Linked DNA regions of Sus scrofa: region 2 is linked to region 1. The links are chromatin contacts, called in public HiChIP or PLAC-seq maps. All regions are on one chromosome and are shown on one strand. Each heading gives the region's core, a stretch centred on a gene start, on an enhancer-like site or on the middle of the called end of the contact. The rest is flanking DNA. Distances are from core to core; before and after follow the strand shown. Region 1 has its middle 22 kb from the start of BRDT. Region 2 overlaps TGFBR3 (transforming growth factor, beta receptor III).

Region 1 (4,129 bases), core at 739-3,238:
ACAACTACGCAGAAAATACAGTATCCATATACAGGATTTTTTTAGAGGAACATACATGTCAACAGTGGAATGTCTTTGATGTTTACATTAAAATGAAGGCAGATACTGATCTCGCAAAGGTTCTCAAAACTTCCTTTCTGTCCTAGACAAAGAATCCTCTGATTTAATAGTTTATTCATCAATCAATCATCATTGTTCTGCACTGTAAAAAAAAAATCAATATATTTTACAAGGTCAGACCTGCTCACTCCTTCTTTACTTAAAATATGGTAGAAACAAGCGTGCGTGAACGTAGAAAATACGTTTCAGTGATCAGAATATGAAAGATTAAAAACATATTCTGGCTACATTAATAAAACTTTCAAAGGGATTGCAACCAATTCTATCAAAGCCTCAGAAGTTCCTGTTTTGGCACTTAAAAGAGAAGACCATGAAACATCTTGTGAATTTTTTTCTTTGTGGATAATTAAACACAAGCCATGAGAAGACAAATGTACAGATGTACACCATATTTTCATCACTCTTGAGGACTGGAGACACGTATTGGAGACTTCATATTCAAAAGAAAAAAACATTTGAACCACATTTGAGACAAGTTACTGGCTTTCCCGAAAATAATGTCTTTTTGGTAGTTTACCCAGCTTAACCCCTAGAAGTGGCTTCTTTCAGGAAGGCCAAACACAGTCTCAAGTAACCAGTGCGCATGGCTTAGGCCTGAGTGTGGGGGCTGGGGATGCTCTAGAAACCCTTCTCTGGGCTCAGAGACATCTAGCCTGCCAGTGGCTGTCACCAAAGCAACTCCATCCCTCCTGGGGCTGGCAAGAATTCCTCTCCTGTTTGGGGGTGGGAACTGACGTTCACAAGCGAAAATGAGAGGGACCATTAGTCCCCCTTCTGTGCTCTGGGAATCAGCATCCTGCAGGGCCGACACTCAGACTCAATGTCATTACCAACCACGTGTGAAACCGTGAGGAGCCGCATAGGAGAGACCCATCCCCACAGCCCTTAGACCTCACCTGGCGACTCTGCTCTTGGTGGCAACACATGTTCACTCATTTCGTCTATTCAGCCAACATACAATGGGACCCCGTCACAGGCCAAGGGTGGCTGGGTGCTAAGGACACCACCTGAACAGGATGATATAAGCTGAGTAGCGAGGGAAATTAATCAAATAATCCCACTAACTGTGTGTGTGTGTGTGTATATACACGCAAACATATAATATAAAAATCACTACATATACCATCACAACTCTCAGAAGGACTAGGCAGAAAACGTACACAGCGCTGTAACACTGAAAATAGGGGAGAAGGATGGGGGCGCAGGGGCGACGTCAGGACAGCGTCCCTAAGGAAGTGTGTGATTCTTGTACGGGGCGGGGGGTGAAGAAGGGGTAGGGGAAGAGAAGGGTGGGGGTGGAGGCAGGAAGAACATTCCAGACCCAGGGAGCAGCAAGGAGAGGGCTATGGCGCTGGAAAAACGGACTGAGGGTCGGTACCGCCGGATCCCAGCGAGCAAAGCGGGTAGGGAGGGACGAGGGCTCGAGGCCGGAAGCACAGGCCCTAGTTGCCTCCAGCTTTACAGTTTTTCACCCCAGGAGCCGAGGGGAGACACGGAAGGGGTGAGCCCGGCCGCAGGGCCGGCAGGGGGCTCCCGGCAGGTGGAGGGGCTGCGGGGCGTCTGGCCGGGTGTGAGCATCTGCGCCCCACTTGCCAGGTCCCGGCGGGGCCGGGGCGGCGCGGGTGCGGGCGGGGGCGCGGGGACGGGAGCCGCCCGCGCCGGGTGAGCGGACCCCTCGCCTTGGCGAGCAGACCCTTCCGACGAGCCCTTCTCCGAACCCTGCGAAGCCCATGCAAGACGTTTCCTCTCGCGGTTGTGCAATTGGGCAAAGCCGTCTGCCGCGTGCCACTCGTGCTTCTCTGACGCTCCCTCTCACTCCGGGGAAGGGCAGCTCAGATGCCACGCGTGGCCCTCGGCGGGCGGGAAGGGAAGGAGGTTTCCAGGCCCTCGCGCCTCCTCCCTCCTCCACCGCCTGCCTGGCCTGAAGGGAGGAAGCGCTTTGTGCCGCTCCAACCGCAGGGGGGCAGACCCGCCCTGGCCTGGGGTCCCGAGGGCTCTGCCCGTTTGGGCTCAGCTGCCCAGCTGCTCCTCCCAGCTTCACGCTCTGCGTCGCCCACTCCTGCCACCACCACGCGTCCTCACCTGCTCTGGGGACAGCATCTGATAAACGCTTACTGAGAGGTAAAGAGAACGTGGTGAATGCCTTCTCCCCATGAACATTTATGTTTTAAAACCCCCAAATCAGGAAAGGCAGCCAACAGAGAAAGTATTTGGGAGGCAAACTGGCAGTGTTTGACCCTGAAATGGCACAACCTCCCCAGTCAGTCATGCTTGTCCTATAATTTGCCTCTCTTCCAACACATGGGCAGCAGAGCTGAGAAAAAGAAAAAAACATCAAGGAAAGGACTGAGCAGTTTCCCAGGTGGACCAAACCATTGTGTGCACCGGCTCCCGAATCTCCCTGGGTTCTACCCGAAGAGAGGACATGAAGACGCAGGTTCGATCCCTGGCCTCGCTCGGTGGCTTAAGGATCTGGTGTTGCCCTGAGCTGTGGTGTAGGCTGCAGATGCGACTCGGATCCCGCCTTGCTGTGGCTGTGGTGTAGACCGGCAGGTGCAGCTCCGATTAGACCCCTAGCCTGGGAGCTTCCATATGCTGTAGGTACTGCCCTAAAAAGCAAAAAAAAAAAAAAAAAAAAAAAAAAAAAAAAGCGAAGAGCAAACCTTGCCTGGTGGCCCAGGTCCCTCTCCTCTGGTTCCCACCTACCAGCCTTCCTGCCTCACTCGTACGTTCTCCTTAACGGGGAGCTTTGCTGCCTGTAAATCCTGTGTTCTTATTTTCCTCTGCTCTTTGATTTCTGCCAGTGTCTTCTTCTCTAGTATCTATTTCCTCCTTTTGTTTCCCACCTCTCAGCTGTTTTTCCACACCCAGCTCAAATCGCTCCTCCTCCAGGAAGCCCTCCAAGACCACTTCCACCTCTGTTATCCTCTCTCCCTACTCTGCTTCTCCCAGCTGCTCCCCAATTCACCCCCACTCACCCTTCCAACAGGACTGAAAAGTAAAAGAAAAACCCTCTGTTTCACACCTCTTCGAAATGACATTGCAGGAATTGAGACAATGAAATTGCCTGGAAACCAGCCACTGGCTAGTTTCTAGTCTTGGTTCCACCCATAACCAGCCCTGTGAGCTCACACACTTCAACCTCGACTCTTTTTTTTTTTTTTTTTTTGTCTTTTTTGGCCTTTTCTAGGGCCGCTCCCATGGCATATGGAGATTCCCAGACTAGGGGTGTAATCGGGGCTGTAGCCACCAGCCTACACCACAGCCACAGCAACGTGGGATCCGAGCCATGTCTGCGACCTACACCACAGCTCACGGCAACGCCGGATCCTTAACCCACTGAGCAAGGCCAGGGATCGAACCTGCAACCTCATTGTTCCTAGTCAGATTTGTTAACCACCGCACCACGACGGGAACTCCTCAACCTCAACTCTTGAGTTCGTTTTCTTCATTGACAAAACAAAAGGGTTAGACCATTACTAGTAAAGCCTTCTCTAACTCTGCAATATCAAGATTTTAATAACTAATTTTAACAAACCTATTTCAGAACTAAATGTAGAGAGTCGGTCAGTTATTATATAAGGAACTTAGACACATGTTGGACACTTGGTCTTCAACAAATGAGTTGCTGATTACTTCGTATTTTTCACCCTGGCAAGAAAACTGAGGCTCAGCAATTTGAATAAAGTAACCCAAGGTCAACAGCTAGCAGTGACAAAGCCCAGGAGCTCCAGCTTAAAAAAATAGAAAAGTAAAAACAGCAAAAACAAAACAAACGAAAACATGTGCTCTCCCTCCACCTCTCTGATCAAAACCAATCACTCTGTACGTAAGCAGTGCGGTTTATTTTCTGTAATTGCTCTCTCACTTCATCTTCATACCAACTCAGTGAGTCAGGTATTATTACACTCGGTCTACACACGAGGAAAGACCAGTTCAGAGGGCAGGATCACTCGCTGATGAGCACACAACCCTAGGCAGCTAAACGAGGACCCCACCCCAGAATTCC
Region 2 (4,322 bases), core at 523-3,022, 80 kb before region 1:
AAAGCCTGACACAGCCCCTGACAGCACCGGGCAGCCGCTAACAAGCCCCTCCCTGGCTGTCTCTTCCCCAAGGAGCCCGAATGTCACGACAATTGCAGGACAAGCGTTTCCTTCTTCCCCTGATGACAATTACTCAGAGCGCAACACGCGAGTCACCTGCACCAGTACTCACACCCCCAAAGAAATCTCAAACATAAGCCATCGACTCGTCTATTTCAGCTTCGTTGACCAGCCAAGGGACAAGAGTTTGCCAAACTCACAGGTCACCCAGTATCCCAGCCAAAAGAGAAGAGAAACATCAAACCCACAGCCCAGGGTACAAATGCTCAGCCCTGACATGAATGAAAACCAACAGGACACTCGTGGTTATACTTTAACTTCTATCCTCAGTTAAAGGACAGCTCCGCCTGACTTGGTTTGGTGGGTCAACAGGAGCCAGGATGAGGAATAATTACCCACAAACAGTGGCAGCCACTCGGTAACTGCAGAGACCTGAGAGGAGGAGCTACGGGCTTAGCTTCACTCCCTTCCCCCCAGTCAAGGGTCCCTCTGGAAGGCCCCCTTCATGAGGGGACAGCAGCTGTTCAAACCCCAGGACACACAGCTGAAGGCAAGGTAAGGGCTGCTGGAGGAGAGAGGGACTCCAAGTCTTTCAGGAAGAAGCCGGATTCAAGCCCACCTCCCTTTCACCGCGGGCACCACCCGTAGCACCCTCACCCCGGGTCCCCACCCCCCTCGCTCCCCAACTTGCTGACATCTGATCAGACCAAGAAGAGCAGGTGGGGGACCTCGAGGCCTCACTAATGTAGCCAACAGATGTTTCGAAATGTAAAGCGAAAGCCGACTTGCACGGACCAGACGAGTCCCCCTCTGACCGGAAGGCTCGTTCCTGAGCATCTCTGTTCTGTCGGCACTGATTCATCAGCACCCACCTCTCCACCTCCCGGCCCCTCGCCCCGCCACCCAACGCCTCGGCCAGAGCCGGGCAGACTGTCACAGTGACGAGCACGGTGTAGAAAAGGGAGCTTGGGAATGGCATCAGGGGACCCGTGCTCTAGCTCTGGCGCTGCCAAACCAGCCACGTGACCGGCAGCCTTGGCGAACCCAGCTGTAAGATAAGGGAGTGCAGTGAGGTTTGTTGCTACGGCCCCTTCCAGCTCCACAGCCATCCGTCCTTCAGTGAACTAACAGTGACCCATACGCTGGAAAGGTCCAGCCATAGACTCCTAATACCTAAGGATGCTAGAGGCACCCAGAACCTAGCAGTCCCCCCAGAGGAAGCCCGGTTTCAAAGGGTTCTCAAAGACATCCCTGATTCTTCACTGCATGGAGTTCTAACGACCCAGGGTGCTGTGGACACCGAGGAGCACCACTGAGAAAGCAAGGACTCGAAGAGGACAAACTGCAGCCCCTGTCGCCCCAGACAAGGTTCCTTCCAAAAGCGCAGACCCCAAAACAGCTGTACATTTGCGTAAAGGCAGGAGCTAAAATAAGATGTTCAAGAAGTCAGATCCTTGGTACCAAACCCTGCGTCTTTCTAAACCCACAGCCCAAGGCCAGGCCCTGTGCAACGCAAGGGTGAGCTCAGCAAGCCATCCGGCCCCGTACCAGGCTCTCTGCCCCAGTCACCCTCTGGCATAACCAAAATGAGCTCCCCCGGGCTCGGTTCTGCTTGGTAAGGAAGGATAATCAGGCCATTAAACTGTGGTGCCTGTCTCCCCAGGGCAGAACACATCCCTGGCTACTTTTGTTTGGTTTCATCTTTGTTTGGGTTTGGCCCTGGCAATCTGGCAAGCAGCGCAGTTCCAGGGGGAGCTCTGTCCATGGTGTGGACGCCCCGGGCCTGAGGTCCTTGTTCATTTTCATAAACAGAGCCCAGTTGCCACAGTGACCGGTGCTAAGAGCAGCTGCTAAATAGCAGAGGTCACCCAGAACTTTCCTTGGGTTCTACAGTCTGGGTCTATCTGTTCCTAGGCCTCCTGAACAGTGGGTCAACAGGAGCTGCAGCCACGCCAGCCAGGACTTCAGATAGGAGTCCGCCTGGAGAGGGAACTGCCCAGCAGGCTGCTAAATAACACAGGTGACTTTGGGTGGGGCCCAGACCCACCTGACAGATCTCAGCCCCTGGGGCGGAGGGGAGGAAGAGTAAAGGGCAGAAAGAGTGACGACTTCTTCCCAGCAGCTTCCAGGGTCCCTGGGGCTGTGCAAGAGGGCAGGGCCCCAGCTCAGGGCAAAGAGGAGGGTCTTGGGGAAGTGAATGTGCAGTTGAGAAGGGATGTTTCAGAATCCCGTGGACCAATCAGAGGCTTTCTCCCTTCCCCAAGAGGCGGGGGGCAGGGGTGGGGGGGGACACCATCCTCCCCACCCCCACAGCAGGACACACATCCTACCTCCCACCAGGCACACACACAGCTCAAACAAGATTCTGGCCTGGAGTCCCAGAGGTCCTTCCAAGTTAGAAGCAACACTCTGCACTTCCAGCTTCCCAAGGCAATCTTATCCAAAGGCCACAAGATCTGCTGGACCAGTGATGCAAGCAGAGCAGGTGGGAGGCACACCCATGTGCCCCCGCCCACCTCCCCCAGGGGTGGGTCCCTTTGCTCTACCCTCAAGGTCGGTGACTTCTGATAAAAGCAGCTCTAAAACAGAATGTATTCACTAAGGAGGGCCTTCTTGGTTCTGACAAAACCGAGCCACCCTGGCTGGGGCCCAAGAAGCCATAGCACAGAACTGGATGGGAGCCTCACTTAATGTTTCTCAGATCCTTCGCAGGTTAACAACCGGGAAGTAATAGCAGCCTCTGGTCGCAGTGCCAGTTCCAGAGGCAAGTGATCATTTAAAACTCAAACAAACGAAGGCTTACCTTTCCCAGACACAGATGCTTCTGTCTCTGTCCACGATGAGCCAATCAGACCAATTCAAGGGGAGGAAAATGGGATGAAAGGTCCCTAATTCCGTCCACGTAATGCAAAGATACACCTGAAAACTTGGATCAAACCCGCTTTGCAAACAGGACCCAAATGTTTTATACGTAAGATGCTTCTGTGTTCTTCCCACCCCTGTGGTTTATTGCAGGCCAGAGGAAACGTAAACAGATACGAAGTTTGTCCTTAGGCAACTCGTTCAACAATGTAGACTTCAAAGACTCCGCATTAACCGCTGTTTACACGAAGCAATGTGCTTCCTTTGCCTCCTATTCAATAGAATGGCCAATAGGCTTTAAGGAAAAAAGGAGGTTCAAAATCCACTCCCTTCTCTGCACAGATGACATGATGCTTAAGATACAACGTCTATGGAATTTGATTAATGTAGACAACTATTTTTTAAACGTTTCCCTTTAAAATTGTCATTTTTCTCCTCGTATTATCTACTTTTTCCATTTTTCCTGTAAACACTGGGATGCTAAGAATGGAAAAGAGTAGGTTTTATCCCCTTGCGGAGAAATTCCACGATATTAAAATTGCACATCAAGGAAATAATTCAGAAAATACAAAGTTATTTCATTTTCTAACTCGTCCATACTTAATGTTCTTTGCCTCAAAGCATTCCTAGTTCCGGACAGAGGGGCACCTAGACATTAACGCCAAGTCCCACAAAGAGACATGGAAGTGGCAACACAGTGAGTGGCCCTAAATGTAAAATAACTCTGCAAATACTGAGGTCGAGACAAATAATATTCCTTCGAATGTGTACAGAGATTTTAAATTTCCAAAGCTCTTTTAGCCATTTTCCCCCGTATTACCTTCAAAATAGCACCTTTGACAACCACGCTATTATGATCTATGGGGTATTTAGGATGTCCTGCCCCCTCTAAGGCCCTTACATGTGTTTATGTGCGTTTTCCTTGCAACACCTTTGAGATATACTATTACTGCCTCCACTTTACAGACAAAACATCTCCCTCAAAGATACAAAGTTATTGATTATTGACTTCATAAGTTACTGACGGAGTCAAATGACCAAGCCAAGACCAGCATGGGCTCGGGGCACTTGGGTCAGAAGGCAGGAACCAGCCTCCTGGTCCCAAAATCCAGGGGCATTTCTTCCCAGAGAAGATGCTGAATCAAGATACTCCAAGGAGGGGGTCCCGTTGTGGCTTAGCAAGTTCGGAGCCCGACTAGTATCCATGAGGATGTAGGTTGGATCCCTGGCCTCGCTCAGTGGGTTAAGAATCCAGTGTTGCCATGAGCTGGGGTGTAGGTCGCAGATGCAGCACCAACTCAACCCCTGGCCTGGGAACCCCCACATGCCGCAGGTGCGTCCCTAAAAAAAAAAAAAAAAAAAAAGTATTCCAAGAATATGCCAATGTGTTTGGACCTAAA

What was found. HiChIP or PLAC-seq counts read pairs in DNA pulled down with a chosen protein or histone mark.
Region 2: an H3K27ac HiChIP or PLAC-seq map of skeletal muscle shows a contact between it and region 1, with 2.4 times the contacts expected there. The contact joins two enhancer-like sites. A contact is called at or near these places in 2 of 47 Hi-C or Micro-C datasets (epiblast stem cells and subcutaneous adipose tissue) and 1 of 2 datasets of contacts at active chromatin or transcription factors (skeletal muscle).

Annotation. Positions count from the first base shown.
Region 1 is chr4:125,081,835-125,085,963 of Sscrofa11.1, reverse strand. No RefSeq gene overlaps it. Among named protein-coding and RNA genes, the nearest start is that of BRDT, 22 kb to the right of the region's middle. Within about 2 kb of position 1,988, at least 24 of the 83 cell types and tissues checked have an H3K27ac peak or open chromatin away from gene starts, as enhancers often do. A contact at or near this core is called in skeletal muscle, where this site is marked.
Region 2 is chr4:125,161,626-125,165,947 of Sscrofa11.1, reverse strand. The region is part of intron 1 of TGFBR3 (transforming growth factor, beta receptor III); the gene reads right to left. Among named protein-coding and RNA genes, the nearest start is that of TGFBR3, 26 kb to the right of the region's middle. Within about 2 kb of position 1,772, at least 26 of the 83 cell types and tissues checked have an H3K27ac peak or open chromatin away from gene starts, as enhancers often do. A contact at or near this core is called in skeletal muscle, where this site is marked.